2 separate regions of the Sus scrofa genome follow, and region 2 is linked to region 1. A link is a contact called in public Hi-C data. All regions are on one chromosome and are shown on one strand. The core of a region is the stretch at or near the end of the contact, and the rest is flanking DNA. Distances in the headings are between cores, read along the strand shown. Region 1 has its middle 13 kb from the start of KCNJ16. Region 2 has its middle 180 kb from the start of MAP2K6.

Region 1 (3,377 bases), core at 372-2,871:
GAGGGCCCAAGGAACAACATAGCTGGTAAGGGAGGAGGAACAAAAGAATGAGACAGACAATAACAGAGTATCCACCTTCTCTACTGTAGGATTCCAAGCTCCAAGTCAGAAGGAGTTTAGTGACGAAGCTTGAAACAGGATTATATAATGAAGGATTTGTTTTTGGTTTGTTTCTAAATCTCGAACTGGACTTTTTTTTTCTTGGCCTTGTCTGCAGCATGAGGAAGTTCCTGGGTCAGGGATCAAACCCACACAACAGCAGTGACAATGCAGGATTCTTAAACACTAGGCCACCGGGGAACTCCTCAAACTGGACTTCCGCTTACTTGAGAATTAATTTACCAGAGGTTTCTATCCAAAGGCAAAGAAGGAAGATTCAACACAAAACTTTAACAGGGTACTGTGGAAGAAAAATGTAATTATTTTACAGTTTCATACCTCTGAACCCAGCTCATTCAATCAACAAATACAGAAAATTTCAAGTTAAATTCCAAAACATTTTTACCAATTTACAATGCCCTCAGTGATGCAGGAAAGTCAGTCCATGATGTTTTTGCTAGCTTTAAAAATTCTCCTCTGATGTTTATTGTAATTTAATAAGTGAAATGTGACCTCAATTTAATGATAGTGTTTTTACAGTTAACATAAGTAAACATTCTCATTTGCATGTCTATTATTTGTATTTGCTCACTTGTAAGTCAGCTACAACACTGGACAATATATCTAATAGTTAATTATTTTGTTATAAATTTGCATTTGGCATTAAAAAGAGAGAAAAATTCCTTCCCCTGTTTGATACAACCATTGTGGTAATCTCTAGTTTGCCTTACAATACCATTGATTTTTTACATATAAAATTTTGAAAACGTATCAGAAGTCCAACTGTCAATGTTTTCCATTCACATTTCTCCTCTTCAGAAATTTGGGGGTGGGGAGGAATGTCTACTTTTTCTTTATTCTTTTGTCACGGGACTTCTAATGTTTAAATGTTTGACTGTTTCTCCCATCTGGAATTCATTTGTATAAGGGTCAGAATCTGATAAGCATGAGTTGAGTATAACAAGTTGGCTGGGAAAAAAACTGTTGTTTGTATGGATATATCACGTTCAGAAATATTCGTATTCTAGTTTAAAGACAACAAATGTTCTCACTCTCTAGTAAAGGCTAAGATAATTTCATAATAAATTTTCCTTACAAAAAAAATCCAAAGAGTTTCTCTTTTTATAAACATCGAGCTGCCGGACTTTGCTCTTTTTTTTTCCTCTGTCACAGCCTCTCCCTATTAGAATTTACACACCATCCTTTGTCAGGGACGCAAACTGTTCTACAGTTTGTTAATGTCCAAGAAAGGCCATCAACCTCTGAATCATTTTTTCCCCAAACATAAATCCTTGGGCCAACAAAGAAAAGAGGTATTTTTCCATCTCCAAAATTCCTGTTATTTTAAGTCTATCCTTTAACCAAAGTGGCTTTGTGTTTCTTTTTCCTTGATAACTCACAGGTTCAAATGTAAAAATTTATTATTACAAGGAACAATTATGAGGTTCAAAGCATACTGTGAGCATTCCATGCTTCTAGCTTCTGGTACTGATATTCGGAATGAAATACTTGTGGTTGTCTATTCGCATGAGGTGGCAGGGTTCCAAGCACTGGCGGTGAGAGGCTTATGAATGTCTGCCTTCGTCAGACCCAATGGGGACCTAGCATCATGGGAGGTTGCCCAAGCGCCACACTGGAGGCATCTCAAAAACAAACTTTTGACCATTAACTTATTCATTCCAGTTCCTCTTCAATGTCAACAATGGAAACCACAAAAAGGGGGAAAACGGATTTGCTGATTTTCTTAGTTTGAACATTCTAGATTTTAAGATTTCAAGATCTCTTTCCTAAAACATTGAACTAGAAAAACCACTGACCTTTTAAAATACGTTTTGTTTTTACTTCTTCAGTTTGGCATGTTTAGTATTTTGATAACCCCCTACTCATAATATTTCTTATTTAATAAGATAATACATTTACATAGCAAAGCAAAAAACAAAAACAGGACTCCATTCTTTATTGCTGACTTCTCCATCACCAGTCCTGTTTACTTTTCTATAAGACTGACATAATAACTCGCCTTTTTATGCTTATATAGCATATATATAGTTTTTAAACCATTTTTTTCATTGAAATATAGTTTATTTACAATGTTGTGTTTGTATTGGGTGTAGAGCAAAGTGTTTCAGTTCCATAAATATATTCCATATGTGGAACAGACAAATACAGATATATTCTTTTTTAGATTCATTTCCATTATAGGTTATTAAAAGATGTTAAATATTCTTCCCGGTCCTATTATTTATCTATTTTATATATAGGAGTCCTATAGGTTCTTATTATTTATTTTATATATAGGAGTGTGTATATGTTAATCCCAAACATATAGAGTTTTATTATAGAATAAAAGGATTGTATTTTAGTTACATGTGTACATGTTTGCCTCCTCTGGAACACTGAGAGCTTTTTGATGATAAGAATATATCCTGTTGATCTCCATTAGCCTAGCACTTAACACAATGCCTGATTACCAGGTGTCATAAAAGTCTATCAATGAAACATATAATAATATGTCAATAATACCCCTGTATATAAATGACTTCTGATCTAGGATGCTTTGAGAACTTCAAGATTCTAAGATAATTTTCATATCAATATTAAGCTATCCATATTATGCTGTAGCTGCTAAATATTCCATAACTATCAACAACAGTTCATAGGGCCTAAACAACACTGTATAACAAAGCGCCAAATACACTCAATTCCGTGTCCTCTGTGTGACAGAGACTGCACATATGCACCAAAACCCATTACCTTTTCCCACTGGAAACACACCACAAGAATACATATCTTATCACCCTTTGCAATTACATGTAGCCATATGCCAATTCTGAACAATAGAAGATGGGCAAAAATGATGTTCACTTCCAGCTCAGTTCATAACAAAATCCTACAAGTGATCCATGCTCTCTTTCCCCATCTGTTCCTGAACAGAAAAAGACATGACAACCTATAATAAGGTAAAAGTGTAAAATGGAAGGAACTTGTCCTTGAATGACGACATATACAGCTTCCTGATCAGAACTAGCCACTACGAACTACGATATGAGCTAGAAATAAATCATTAGAGTCCTAAAGCTCTAAGATTACAGGGTTTATTTGTCATAATACCTAATATTACATTAACTAGTTTAGAAATTAGTATTTGGAAGCTGGGTGCTAACATAGCACAGACCTAAAATTTGTGGCATTAGCTTATTAGTCAGCTGTAGTAGAGAAACTGATATAGGAGGCTAGAAAGACGAAGGTCTAGTTTATGGTGTTCCATGGGAAAATAT
Region 2 (3,377 bases), core at 538-3,037, 280 kb after region 1:
ATCTATTTCTAGGTAACCTCTAGAGAGCCTGTATTAATTTGTCATTATTAGTCAGCCCCCTAGCTTCTACTACAGCTCTGCCTATAGCTGCTGCTCAATACAACTGGTTTAGTATTTGATCAACCATCTCGCATCCAGTCCAAGGTAACAGAGAGCCTCCTATCTTTGGAATGTGGAAGCAGATATCAAAAAAAAACAAAAAACAAAAACAAAAAGGAACTTAGCTAAGAAGCACTTAGTAGATGCCAGGTTCTGTACCGGGTGCCAGAAATACAGTAATAAACAAGAAGAATGAGCTAGCTGTCCACCGTTTTTGAGCCTATTTTCTCCTCTGAGTTTACTGCGACCCTTTCTATCTAGATAAGGCTGAAGTCCATTTCCACAGCAGGAGCAAAGCTGAAATTCTCAACCCCTTTCCTTTTGCACGAAGTCCTCCGTCCCTAACACGCTAGGAACGCTTATTTCTCCCTACCATGGGTTAAAACAAGAGTTTACGAATAGATGCATGAGTTCAGTGGGGGAGAGGTGATGATGAAAGACAGGTCAAGGGAAATTGTGTACTTTTTCAGGCAAAGAAATTCTCTTCAATGGGCTCCCTTTTGCGGAGGGGGGCGTGGGTGGGGGGGGGCCCTGAGCAGAAGTAGAAATATTAACCTGAGCCAAAGCTACTTGCTTTGGTATAAAGATTCCAGCAGCTCTGAGACCAATGAAAAAAAAATTAAAGCTTATGACCCCTCTGCCAGCCTGTAGGCCTGTTTCCACTCAGGGATTAATTAGGATAAGCATTTTACCAGACAATATGTCCCGGGAAAAAAAAAAAAAGAAAAGAAAAAGAAAAAGTAAGAAAGAAAAATCAACAGCACACTCCGATTTTTCTTGTGCAAAAAAAAACCTTCCCAATTACAAAAGTATGGACACTATGCCCTGTATCTTTCCTGACAGTTGGAAATATTAACAAAAAAGCATATTCTTGATGACTGTGTCATTTTACCATGGCTGTGTTATTGCCAAGAAATGGAACTTTTTAAATGTACATCTAAATGTGATTTGATATTTCTACCTATAAAACACTTTGTAGACATATTCACAAGACAGAAAATGTTACCGGATTTATAAGATTAAAATCTCCTGTGCTAAGTGTCTCTGTAGAAGATGATGCGGCCAGCTGATGTGACTAGAAAATGAGAAAAGAATCTCCTTTTGGTAAACCTGCCTCCCTGACATGGCCCGTTTTTTTTGTTCTCTTCCATTCCACCGGGCTCCGAAGGCTCCTTCGACATTGCTGAGTTCTCAGCTATAATTTTGGTCTTTCCACCAAAGCAGTTTTATTTCCTGACAGGCACTACAGCTTGTGAAAGCCAGTGCTATTGGGAATATTCCACATGCACAGGTTATGTGGCTGGTGGAAAATAGGCATTAATGGAAAAGGGACCCAAACCAAGTTCTCTTCCGATGACTATTTCAGATCTCCTGGGTTTCCTGTGCAACTCCTGGTCAGTGCTGATGGCAAAACCAAAAGCACCAAACAGAGTATCAGAATCGCAAAGGACCAGGAGGAGTCTATTTAGAAAGTAAATAAATACACGTTGTGCTTTCAGTGCCTTCTTTCTAAGTCAGAAGGGACGGTTAACGTGCAGGAGTGGTAACATTGCATAGGGAAAGAGCAAGGCTGGGCCATTTCTCTATTTCTCATTTGTTTCAAATCAGGCTCCCCACATCTCATACCAGACTCCTTGGAAAGGTTTCACAGCTGGGTCCCTAGGACACAGGGCATGTTCTGACATGTAGAAAAGCATCTCTTGCAGCCTGTGGCAGCCAGCGCCACCTAGCTTCAACATCTCCTCAACTCAACAAATTCAGCTCCTTTGATAAATGAGTCTTCCAGGAGGCCTGGATCTAAGTCTCACAGATTTCGAATGATGGAAACTGGGACAGAAGTTGGAGCAGCCAAACTGCTCCCAAGAGCTGTCAGGTGGAAAAACCTGTCTCTAAGTCTGTGGAACTTGAAGTAGGATTTACACGGCTTCTCAAGGCATTGACTGGTCCGAGCCTACCTGTCTTTCATTGGACAAATCTTTGTGTGCCAAGCTGTTAGCAAACATGCACAGAGACCTAGCTCCTGAATTCTAGTTATTATGCCCTGAATTAGGGAGCATCTCTAAGAAGAGAGTCTTCGCTAAGCTCACCTCCAGGGAATGCTTTCTTCGATCTAGTGGAAAACTGATTTTTAAATGTCAGAAAGTCTAGGGAAATGGCACAAGGCACTCCGCCCTATTTCAGAGTGTACTTAACCTTTCTGATGTCAACTCGGCCAGGAGGCTGTGATTCCCCTCTTCTTGCACGATAACAAAGACCTTCTGCCTTCGTAATGGCAAAGTAGCGAGATATGAGAAACAGAGGGACACAGAATGAAGGACCAGGCTGGGTCTGGACTGTTGAAACCAACTGTTCGGGAATCATGACTGGATCTGCCTTTGAATCCATGGATATTTTGAACATGTAAATGAAATCAGCACAGAGAGAAACAGAGCAAGCGGGCAAAGAAGCTACTTGGATTTTCTGGAAAGCGCTTTTTTTCATTTTGTTTAGGAGGCCAGGATAATATGATTACCAATCATTAGTTCAATGAGGGGATTCTTCAGACAGTATTGATGATGATAATGAAGAAGAAGGTGAAAATTATGAAGATGATTATGGCGATGATAACAATAAAGAAATTGGAAGGTTTTCAACGCTTCCTGTAAGACCTTAATAAAACAGACGCCCTGCTGCCTCTGTAGACATAGACCTTTAAAGAAACACCTAGAATTGCCACAGTTCCCAGTGGTTAGCAATTGAAGAAGACTGAAAGAGCTCATATAAGCTTTAAAGCTCTCTTGCTTCCAATGAGAAAGCAGCTTAAACCCATGCAAATTCACGCATGTAACCTTGGCAGGTAAAACTCCATCATTCTGTGGACTGAGGGAGAACTCCCCCTCCAAAAGCTTTGATTAAAAATAGAAACTCGAGTTACAAAGAAAAGACAACTGGGGTCTAGCAACAAGTTCAAGTTCTAGGCAGTCATTCCGTGCTGATAAGAGAAGTAAGGATAAAGGCCAAATGCAAACCCCATGGAATTTCTTTGAATTGAGTTTGTCATCCTTGGAATACACATGATAACGGACACAAAGATCTCAGGTGGTGGTGTGTTTTGGGTTCTTCTCAAATGAGGAAGGCCAGCGGGTTTCACACCGGCATTCACTGACAGTAAAATATAATGAAAAGATGTGTTTGTAATAATGGAGAGCACCTTCGCAACGCCCATTAATAGAACGAGCTGTATTTCTTAAGACTTCAACTGGGCAATGCTAGTCCCATGAGCAATTACCCTGTGATAC

Evidence for each region. A called contact is a pair of places that touch in the nucleus more often than the background predicts.
Region 2: a contact with region 1 is called in a Hi-C map of embryonic fibroblasts, with 2.4 times the contacts expected there. The contact joins two enhancer-like sites. A contact is called at or near these places in 1 of 47 Hi-C or Micro-C datasets (embryonic fibroblasts) and 1 of 2 datasets of contacts at active chromatin or transcription factors (skeletal muscle).

Annotation. Positions count from the first base shown.
Region 1 is chr12:10,549,805-10,553,181 of Sscrofa11.1, forward strand. No RefSeq gene overlaps it. Among named protein-coding and RNA genes, the nearest start is that of KCNJ16, 13 kb to the left of the region's middle. Within about 2 kb of position 1,622, at least 5 of the 83 cell types and tissues checked have an H3K27ac peak or open chromatin away from gene starts, as enhancers often do. A contact at or near this core is called in embryonic fibroblasts, where this site is marked.
Region 2 is chr12:10,833,789-10,837,165 of Sscrofa11.1, forward strand. No RefSeq gene overlaps it. Among named protein-coding and RNA genes, the nearest start is that of MAP2K6, 180 kb to the right of the region's middle. Within about 2 kb of position 1,788, at least 5 of the 83 cell types and tissues checked have an H3K27ac peak or open chromatin away from gene starts, as enhancers often do. A contact at or near this core is called in embryonic fibroblasts, where this site is marked.